2 separate regions of the Siniperca chuatsi genome follow, and region 1 is linked to region 2. A link is a contact called in public Hi-C data. All regions are on one chromosome and are shown on one strand. The core of a region is the stretch at or near the end of the contact, and the rest is flanking DNA. Distances in the headings are between cores, read along the strand shown. Region 1 has its middle 3.6 kb from the start of LOC122877991. Region 2 holds the start of glrx2 (glutaredoxin 2).

What was found. Hi-C and Micro-C count contacts between places; a contact is called where the count stands out from the background.
Region 1: a contact with region 2 is called in a Hi-C map of liver, with 4 times the contacts expected there. The contact joins the enhancer-like site here to the promoter of glrx2 in region 2. A contact is called at or near these places in 2 of 3 Hi-C or Micro-C datasets (liver and skeletal muscle).

The regions. Positions count from the first base shown.
Region 1 is chrLG6:5,366,016-5,371,485 of ASM2008510v1, forward strand. No RefSeq gene overlaps it. Among protein-coding and RNA genes, the nearest start is that of LOC122877991, 3.6 kb to the right of the region's middle. Within about 2 kb of position 2,161, the one cell type or tissue checked has an H3K27ac peak away from gene starts, as active enhancers do. A contact at or near this core is called in liver, where this site is marked.
Region 2 is chrLG6:5,120,669-5,125,854 of ASM2008510v1, forward strand. glrx2 (glutaredoxin 2) reads right to left here and starts at 2,425. Exons shown (of 4, transcript XM_044198492.1): 1 at 2,332-2,425; 2 at 954-1,020; 3 at 291-467. The coding sequence starts at 2,390.

The sequences.
Region 1 (5,470 bases), core at 911-3,410, 250 kb after region 2:
AATTCAGAGTGATCCCACCTATCTTCTGTCTTTGTTGATATCTGTCTCATCGTCCATCCTTAAAGTAGCTTTTTGACTAGTCGCTGTGGTGTTGAATACACTGCTTTCTCTCTCTACAGGTTTTCAATAAGTAATTTTCGCGGTGCGTTGATGGGCCACGTTTGGGCTTTTTGAAACAAGGGGCTGAACTCTGCAGCGACCTCCTGTTTCATCACTCTGAATCATTCATTATTCCTTTGTGAGCAAAGAGCTGCAGGAGGCTCAGCTGCATAGAGGAGATAGATCAGATTTGAGTCGGTCAGCCATGCGTTTTAACAGGGCCTCTCTTCTTGACAGTCAGCTGTAAGAAACATGAGGATCAAAGTAGGAGAAGCACTGGAACATAAATGAGTATTGACTCTGTAGAAATCCAACGACAGCTAAGACTAAGCTTATCGTGACAATCTGTCATTTTCACATATCAGCCTATGCAGTGTTGAAAAGTAAATCTCTCGGTTGGTTGAAAACACCCAGTTCATTAACCTGTGAAAAAAATGGTTACTGCTTACTGTATATCATTAGCATTAAGCTGAAATCCTTAGGGAGGGCTTGGCTGTTTGTTTGCTGTGGGCTTAAACATTCATGCTCATCCTGTTGAATAAACAGGCTCGGATTATCCTAGCAGCCAAAGACAACATGCTAGCTGCTCTAGCAACAATCTCAAACAGATCCACTGAGAAGCGCTGCTCATCAGGAGCATTACAATATTTGCTCTAGATGGCAGATACATAAAGACATATGCCATCTGACCTGCACTGAAAATCTGTTCATTCATTCATTTAAAAAAAAAAGTACAAATTCCCAAATTAAAAAGTAGCAGAATTATTTATGGGACATATTTTAGGTTCATTATGTCAGTCAGATAAATTATTCATATCCTTAACACTTGAACATCATATGTATTTTACATATAGTAAATTGTGAATTTAGAAGTTTGCCCAAATGAGATATATTAGAAATTCCTTTTTTGCTGATGAGAATGATGCATGGCCTACTGACATCTACTGCACATCTGTGGGAGTTTTTCCTTATCCGAATCGAGGGTCTAAGGACAGAGGGTGTCCTATGCTGATCAGATTGTAAAGCAATTTGAGGAAAATTTGTGATATTGGGCTATATAAATAAACTGACTTGATTTGACTATAATTTTAGAAAAATAGCCCATTGCTAAAAATTAAGTAATTTAAAAATAAAAAAGATAATTAGTATCATAATGTATCATGTTTTCCTTCAGTCAAATTGTATTTTAATTGTATTTTGTTAAAGTCTTCAAATTTGGAAGGGAAAATTTAACCCTTTTCAATCACGTTTTGCTGTAGTTACTGTGTAGTTGAAGTCCATAAGTGGTAAAAGATGGGCACAACCACAGTCAGAAATAGCCTAAATAGTCAGAATTCAGTTCTTTAGTACTCCATCAACCCCTTCTGTGTGGATATGTGCAACTAAATGAGTGTGAAGCACAGAGTTGCTGAAAACAGAGTGTAGAAAATGTGCTCCCTCAAATACTTAAACACTGTAAAGGTCAGATAACAAGCTTTTCCTTTATGTCCTTTTTTTAACGTGCAACCAAAACCAACAGGCTGAGCAGGAAAGTTCAGGTCAATAATAGGGTTACTGGAAGTAATAAAACCAGCTGGTGTTCGTTTCTGTTCTTGCCCAACCATGCCTTAATAATAGAAAATCTGTAATTTAAAATATTCCAATTGATTCTTGTATACTATTTATTTATTTAGTTCCACATTCCCCCTCAGTTTGCTGCTCCAGCATCCTTGTGGATCGCTTCTGTCCTCTAGTGGAGAAATATGGAATGGGTCTAAAAAAAATACTGTTTATCAGGAACCTACAGTATGCGTGAAAATAATGGCTTGGAAGACCTCCCTGTTTAAACAGTGGCATTGTGGGGGTTTTGCAATGAATCCTCGACTTCTTACTACATTCATACATTTTAGACAGATTAATATTCTAAATTTATTTATATCCAAATGTAGAACGGCTATCGTTTTTACCAATTTTGTGGTCCGTACCCATGTCCTCCATGACCCTCTAGTAATCCATATATGCTGTAGGTGGATATTTTTAGCCAATGCACCACCACTATAGGCCTAAAGTAAGTGCATCCATACATCTAGCATGGTGAGCCCCTATGGGAATGGAATATAGTGTGGGTGGCCCAGTGGGATTTAAATCTGCCTCTGTTCTCACAGTTGCCTCTCAGCTGTGCTCTGAACAAGACTGACCCACAAAACATGATAATTATCAGTTGATTTTTAGCCATTAAACCATTTAGATTAAACATTTGTTTCTGATATTTTATCTACTTCATTTACATGCTACAAACATAAAGCTTCAAGCAGGGTTGAATCAGCGCTTCTGTATAGAAATCTTAACAACAATATGACTGTTTATTATATTGCAATGTACAGGATTTTTTGTGGTTAAAAATATATTAAACATAAAGTTAGAATGCTTTTTACTGTTTTATCTAATATAACCAAACTGTAAAGTGTTACCCATGTGTCCTGTTTTCTGTTGTGCTATTTATCCATCTAGATTGTTTCAGTGTGAGTTGCCAAGTCAATTTTTGAGTGTGCTGTCAATGGACACTACTAAATGCATTGCACAAAGGAAATGGAGTTAACTGCTCACAAAAAATAAATTGTGGGTGGTGGTGAGAAAGCTTCAGAAAGATCTTAAATCATTTTTCCTCAGATTTGAGTTATGAATACCTGCATATGCCCTATTCCCAGGGCATGTGGCTGTATTGATAACTTGAAATCTTAGGAAAAACAGGCAATGACTTTCTGCAGTTGCAGTTTGATTTCCTGTTAGTTTAAAATGGTAATGCATGCTGATTTTTTGGTAAAACTGTATACTATGACAATTGATATGTACTATATACTGTATGAATTTTGTATGGTGTATGAATTTGGGATAAAGCTATGGTTTCAACCAAATGTGTTGTCCTGATGACTTTTGTGTTCTTTCTTTCTTTTTTCTTTCTTTCTTTAGTTTAGTCAATCATTTCTATACTCCATTCAAATGAACACCCAGCAGATGGACAGTGTCTAGTAGAAGAGTTTATATTTGTTGCATTCTGCTTGTCTGTAATTGCAAATAATTTGAATATTCAGTGCCATCTGTTTTAACCTCTGCTCTGTATATCCGCCTGTCTGTCTCTCCGCCCCAATGACTGACTTCATAAACCCTATTCAGGGAACATTTGTTTAATCTAAAGAGCAATTTTTTATCCATCAGTGTTGATGCTGATATGTAAGTACATATGGCATAAACAGTAAAATACAAAACTTTAACGTGAGAAAAGTTTAACTTGCTTAGTATAAAAATGGTTTATTATATTATTGAAAACAGTTGCTGTGAGTCACTATGCTTTGGCCCCTCCAGTTTATAATGTCGTCTTATTTCTGTGTTTTGTCTCTGTGGAGCAACCTCAGGAGGTCACTGTTGAGCAATTCCTGGAACAGCTGTGTCCTTCTGCAAAGGCCTCTGTATGTGGTAAGGATAAGTTAAATATTACATTTTGACCAGTCACTGTTGTTTTTGGTGACCAGATTTTTATTGATTGGTGTCTGGAGTAAGAAACAAAGACATGAACATGCATACACACACAGGTGTGCGCATACAGTATATGTCCATATATGTTCACATTTAAAACCAGTAACAAATATATAAGAAGATATAAGGTGGTGTTCCTTTCCTAAACAAATTAGCCACCATGATAAAGATTATATTAAAGCAAATCTTCCTCCTCCCATTCTTTTTACCATCCAAAAACCTATAATCCTCTACCTAATTCCTTTGCACTGTCTCCCCAAGGCTACCCAGCATCTAACAAACACAGTAAAACAAACTGTTATTTTCTAGTAATCATTTTAGTCAACATAACTTTCAGTTACACTAATTCCCACCATCTCTGCACATGGATTTACACCAGCACACTGGTTGGTCCAGCTCTTTGTAAATTCAAACTTAGTTATAAGTTAAGTGTTTACTCTGTGGAGATTTACTTATCACTAAATTAAAACAGGTTGAACTACACAAACTAGTTCTAATGTAAAGAGTAGTGGTTAATAAACATTTACACCCAGTACTTCTAGGTGTCTATTGTGCAGTTTACTGAACCATCTAACAAAGCTAACGTTAACTTTCTGATATGTTATCTGTTTAGAGTGAAGAGTAAGTAACGTTACAGGAATAGGGTTGTTTCTGACCTGAGACTTGATTGAAATATTGTTTAATTACAGTGTAAACATGTAAGATTTAAATTACATTTCACAAAAATAACATAATGTATACCTCAAAGTACAGACTGTACATTTTAAACTGCATACATCCAACTAACAGTGAAACACACTTCTTCATGTATGGATATAGAAATAAAATAAAGTCATAGCTGTACCTACATTTGAGGTACTTTTGAAGCACTTAACACACAAACTTAGTGTTAGGTGTAGCTATCTGAACCAACTAACAAAGCTGTCATTAGCCTGCTAATATGTTGCCTGTTAAGAGTGAAGAGTAAAATATGTAATATGAAATATGGTTATACACTTGAATGAAGTGAATGCTGTTAAATGCTGTAACAATGTAAACATTTTTACACTAATTGGACAGACAAAAGTGTGGCAGACAGGAAACAAGGGGAGAGATTGGGCTACTGGAGCGCTCCAACAATGTAAACTTTAGCTGTACACAAACTCAGTGATGGGTTTGTAAAAAGCTTGAGCAACCTGACCCAGACCTTTTTTGTCAACCATCAATAATTAGACTTTAGACATTAAATAGGCATCTTTGTTGCATTTCTTCCTCCATCTCTCTTTCCTCACTCACATAGTTCTATACTGTACTATCTAAAAAAGGCAAATACAGTATAACAAATATATATTTCAATAAAACTGGAACTTTTTAGTTTGTGTTCCATGATGGCATATGCTGTATTCTGTTTCAGAGGCTTTTCCACCCTCGCAGAAAAACACTTATTGAGGGAATTAATTACAATTTTGTCATGATATTACTAATACTTAATGATACTTAATGTCAGCACACAAAAACATCCACTATCTGCAAATTCTGTCTGAACTACAGGCCCTCCAAAAACCCCTATCAGTTGAACATTACTCCACATCTCTCTCACACAATCCTCAAACAGTCCAACAGAAGTAGTCCAACAATAACATTAACTTTATCTCCCAGTGCCAAGCGTTTTGTCACACAGGAAAGGAAAGGCAAATAACTGTAATTTTCTTGTGAGGCAGATATCAAATGTAACCTTAATCTCTAAATGTAAAACACAGGGGAAAAATATATATCAGTTGTAAACTCATCTCTGCCTTTGAATTTGCTTGGTATCTGACTTACAGATCCCATCTGCTGATTGAATATCATAATAGTTTCTTTTATCACAAATTGGTAA
Region 2 (5,186 bases), core at 1,175-3,674:
TTTTGGATATTGCATTTGGCCATATTGCGATTTTGATAATATTTTGATTGTTCAGCCCAAGGTACTCAGCCACAGATAACTTGTGTGGGAAGAACCTCTACTCTGTAACACCACTGTACAACTGCAAAAACACCAGTCAAGTCAACCTAAATTTAACTTAAATGCAGAGCTGCCAGAACAAGCAAACTGTCAAATATGCATGTGTTTATTCTTTTTTCAATAGATGCTGAAATAACAGGCTGTGAAGTTACTTTAAATTCGGATCCCAACATACAATATGAAGCGCTTACCGTTCTGGCACCAGTCATCTGAGCTAAGACCTCTTGCAGTCTCCTCCCATCATTGTGCTCATCCAGTTCAATCACTTTGTAGGTCGCACCAATTTCATTGAACACGTTCTTGGCCATTTTGCAATAAGGACAGGTGGTCTTGGAAAATATCACAACACAGTTCTGTGACACCACCTCCTGAAAGGTCAGGCAAAAATACGATTTAATTAAATATCAGTAGAACACAGAAATAGACCACACATACCAGGCCTTAAGTGAGTTGCTGGGCAAAGGCAAAGGAACCTTAACTCTGAATTATTTTTAAATTTCCATGGTTAATTTTTAGTCAGTGAGAAAACTGTGCCAGATGATGCATAAACAGAACTCAGTACATTCATCCTCTACAATCGAACAACTTTATAAAATCATACGTTTTCTAAAAGTTACAATTCAAATTTAACCCTCACCTCATCATATGGGAAATGTAGACTTGCTAAATAATCAGCAATTGTCTGGGAATTAACGTCACATTGCACTACTTTCTGGATATTTCAGGGTCTTGTCTGTCATAGCGTTAGAATATATACATATATTATTATTATTATTTTTTTTTTAAATATGATGATATGATACAGATGCTACTTTTGGGTCCACTTCATAACAGTTCAGTAAGCATCTACTTACCCTAACATACTGTACACAGGCTGTGCTGGACAGACCCCCAGCAGTGGAGGATGTGAAATTCCCCATTCTGAAAAAGACAAAAGCACAATATTGGAGCATACAGTACTTTAAGGCATTTGCTCTACTGTTGTACATTAGAATCTTCTGGAATTAAACGGACACAATACACGAATGAACATTATGACCAGGTTCATGCAATAACCTTAGAAACGTGAAGATATCACAGGAAGAGACGGACTGAAGGCTAATAATTAGCATCAAAATAACATTTAACTGTTGTTTAACCACTGGTCTGAAAATACCCATGCGCATTGTTACAGTCCTAGCTACTGATTTTACCACGTCTTAAATACCGTTGTTTTACTCCTTATTATAACGCCTGGTCTACAACTCCAGTGCGGTTTGTGTGCTAGGTAATCCTGGATTAGGAGTACACATGCTCTTCACTGGCACTGGTAATTAGCTCAGATTTGACGTGGGTAGGGGACATGCCAAACTCCATTAAAATATGGCAATATCGAGACGGCACTATAATGTGAAAACGAATAACACTTCGTAAAACGTGCCTCTCAATGTTTAATGAAACGTGACCACCTTATTTTACATTCGGTATACACTTGATACACCTCCCAGTACTTGTTTCAGTTAAATCCAAATGTTTCTAATTGCTTCACAACCGCACACCGCCAAGAATTTGGTGGACGATAACAGAGGTAAAGTTAGCTAACGCTGACAACAACAGGACGGCCGATGATAAAGGTTGATTTTTTTTTTAATGAAATAATGGATTGTTAATGGATCACATGCATGCCGAATTTGCTAGATGAACCTGTTGAATCGTAAAGGCTACACGCGATGTGTGTTTGCCGATGAACAAGGCACTTTAAAATGTATTCAACTTCGAATTATGTGAGATTATTATGAAACACTTCTGTTCGGCATGGTAAAGGTAACGTTACGTTAAGTAAATGGACTAACGTTTAGTCCATTTAGCATTTTCAACTTCTGTGAAGCGTAAATGATAATCCGGCAATGTTGTACTATTCTCTATTGTCAACAGTACGTCTCCATGGGTGCAAGTATTTTTTTTATATATAATGGTCTGTCTGTGGTTGATTTCTTAAGCTAGCTAGCTAGCTATAATTTTAGTCAAGCTAGCGGCAATGACCTTCGACAGCCGGTCCATGCCACCCTGGGAAGACATCCTGCTCGAGCAAACATGGAGAAAAAATAACATACGGCTAAAAAATAATCGCGCTGTTGACCTGGATGAGACATGCGGTTAGTGAACAAACAGGTCTGCAGTTACACACCACCCCGGGCTGTTGGGTACGCTTGCTTTCGCCCCGTATTTGCACTGTTTATGCCTGAAGCCTACCTTACGTGACTACCGGAAGTAGTTTCTGACGCAAGCTGCAGTTGGAACGTAACGCCCATAACGTCAACAACATGTGATTACACAGATTGGTACGCTAAAGGTATGTATTCAAGATGCAATGTTGGGTGTAAAGTGCAGATGATACCCAATTATATCTATCGATCAAGCCAGATGAAACTAACCAGTTAGCTAAACTTCAAGCATGCCTTAAGGACATAAAGACCTGGATGACCTGCGACTTTCTGATGTTAAACTCAGACAAAACTGAAGTTATTGCACTTGGTCCCAAACACCTCAGAGACACATTATCTAAAGATATAGTTACTTTAGATGGCATTGTCCTGGCCTCCAGCAGCACCGTGAGGAACCTCGGAGTTATCTTTGATCAAGATTTATCCTTTAACACCCACGTGAAACAAACTTCAAGGACGGCCTTTTTTCACCTACGTAACGTTGCAAAAATCAATGCCGCAAAATTAGTGCATGCATTTGTTACTTCTAGGCTGGACTATTGCAATTCTTTATTATCCGGCTGCTCGAATTGATCCAGAATGCTGTGGCACGTGTCCTGACAAGGACTAGGAAAAGAGATCATATTTCTCCAATATTAGTTTCTCTGCACTTGCTCCCTGTAAAATCCAGGATAGAATTTAAAATCTTTCCCCTGACCTACAAAGCTCATAATGGTCTGGCACCATTGTATCGTAAAGATCTCATAATACCTTATAGAAGACTGCGCTCCCAGAATGCAGGGTTACTTGTGGTTCCTAGAGTCTCCAAAAGTAGAAAGGGAGCCAGAGCCTTCAGTTATCAAGCTCCTAACTATAAGCTTTGATAAAGCTTATAGTTAGGGCTGGCCTAGGTGAATCCTGAACCATCCCTTAGTTATGCTGCTATAGCCCTAGACTGCCGGGAGACTTCCCATGATGCACCTCTTTCATCTCTCCTTCCCTCCCTCTCCATCTGTATGGATTTTTATCCCATTACTGCATGTTACTAACTCGACATCTTCTCTCTCTCGTAGTTCTGTGCTTTCTCGTCTCTCTCCTCTCTCCTCCTGTCGCTTTCAGCAGGTATTTCTGCCTCCGGAGCTGCAGAGTCTGGATCTGTGGTGGGCCACTTGCTGCCCCCGTGTTCCTGCTCGACAACTGCTACTACAGTTGTTGTTATTGGCTCTGTTACTAATACTGACATTATTATATTATTATTTTTCCTATAGCTGTCATTCCTATTATTACGAATTTATTAACATTAACACTACAATTACTATTCTACTATTTAAAAAAAAATCTAGGTGGTATTTGCATTGTGCCTCCCTCTCTTTTTCTCCTCCTAATGGTGGTAGAGACTGGTTTCTGTGTTTGGGTGACCATAGATAGGTTAAACTGCCAAGTAGCCTCCATAATGAAGGAGGAAGAAAGTGCACCAAAACACACTTCTGTATGTACTCAGTCAGGACTAGTACCAGATTCTGACAGGATTAATAGGTAATAGTAATATTAATAATATGTGCAAGGGTCACCTCATCACCTGTGCTGAGTGTGCTGAGGTTAAAGAGATCAGTGGAATTCAAGCAGAGAGTAGAGAAAACATTCTTCTGTCATCACACTCTGTACAGCACAGGCATCAAAACTGGTGCAAATGCAGATTAATTCCTCCTTCATCCTCAAATGATTTCGTTTCCCCTCCCTGCATTAGTTCAGAAGTAACTATTTCCAATTTAACCATGTTATCTCAGAATAGGCTCACAGGCTGGGGAATCAATCACAAATCTAAAGATATCTGATGAGGCAGCGCAGAAGTGCTTCACTTCAAATACCTTTTTTTTTCCAAAGCCAAGCAAGAAATGCATCATTTCAGAATGGTTTCTCACCATCAAAGAGATCTGCAGTTTTGCCCTGGAGTGGGTAATATCCCGCCACAAATCCAGAAATGTTATGAAGGACAGTGGAAAATAGTGTTAGGGTTCAAACACCTGCTCACAGCATCTATACGTGGGATAAAAGACGAGGAGGATTGATCCAACTGATCTCTACAACGTCAGTCATTTTGGTCAGGCTCCAGCTTCAACATCAAGCTGGAGTCTTCACCTCCCTGGCTAGATTTTAAGGTGTAAATCCTAATTCTTCACATAAAAGGTAAGCGCTTCCTTTTGGGAGAAGGCTTCGCCCATCATCTTCACACAAGTGTGAGTGTGTGTTTACATTGCACTTCTTCCCATGTAAAATCGTTGAATCATCTCTGTTAAGTAGATCAAACCAACATAACCTGTACAATTATCATACCGTCACCAAAGCTTGGTCATGGTGCAAGGGAAAAACTGATTTCCACTGGCTAGCCAAAGGGTTGCCATGGCAATGGATGTCACCCATCACCGACACGCATACACTCTGAATGGAGGCATGTCATACCAATCAAATTCAGTGTTCCTAAATAGAAAAATTGACAAATCCTCCATTATTGTTCAAATTAAGCATTGTGGAGGCACTTTTAGCTCATTCTGGTTTAGACATAACTGTCCTGTAGTATTTTTCTCTTACAGCGGTAGAAAGACAAACCTTGGCACAAATACTTAATAGTCTTGAATGGCTAGATAATATGATAATGGGCTAAAACTCTTAAAAGTGACAAGAATTTTCAAAAGCATATTTCATGTACCACTTCAGGCACAGTCAGGGAAATGTGTGCGCCCTCCCTCATGTAAAACAGGTTGGTAATGAGGTATGGAAAAACATTTCAAGCTGCAATGAAAGTCTGACACGTGGAACTGGCATTTGTTGACAAATTGTTGGTGGACATAGTCGCACTACTGAGTGCCATAGAGCCATTTAATTTATGATACATGTAATGGAAAT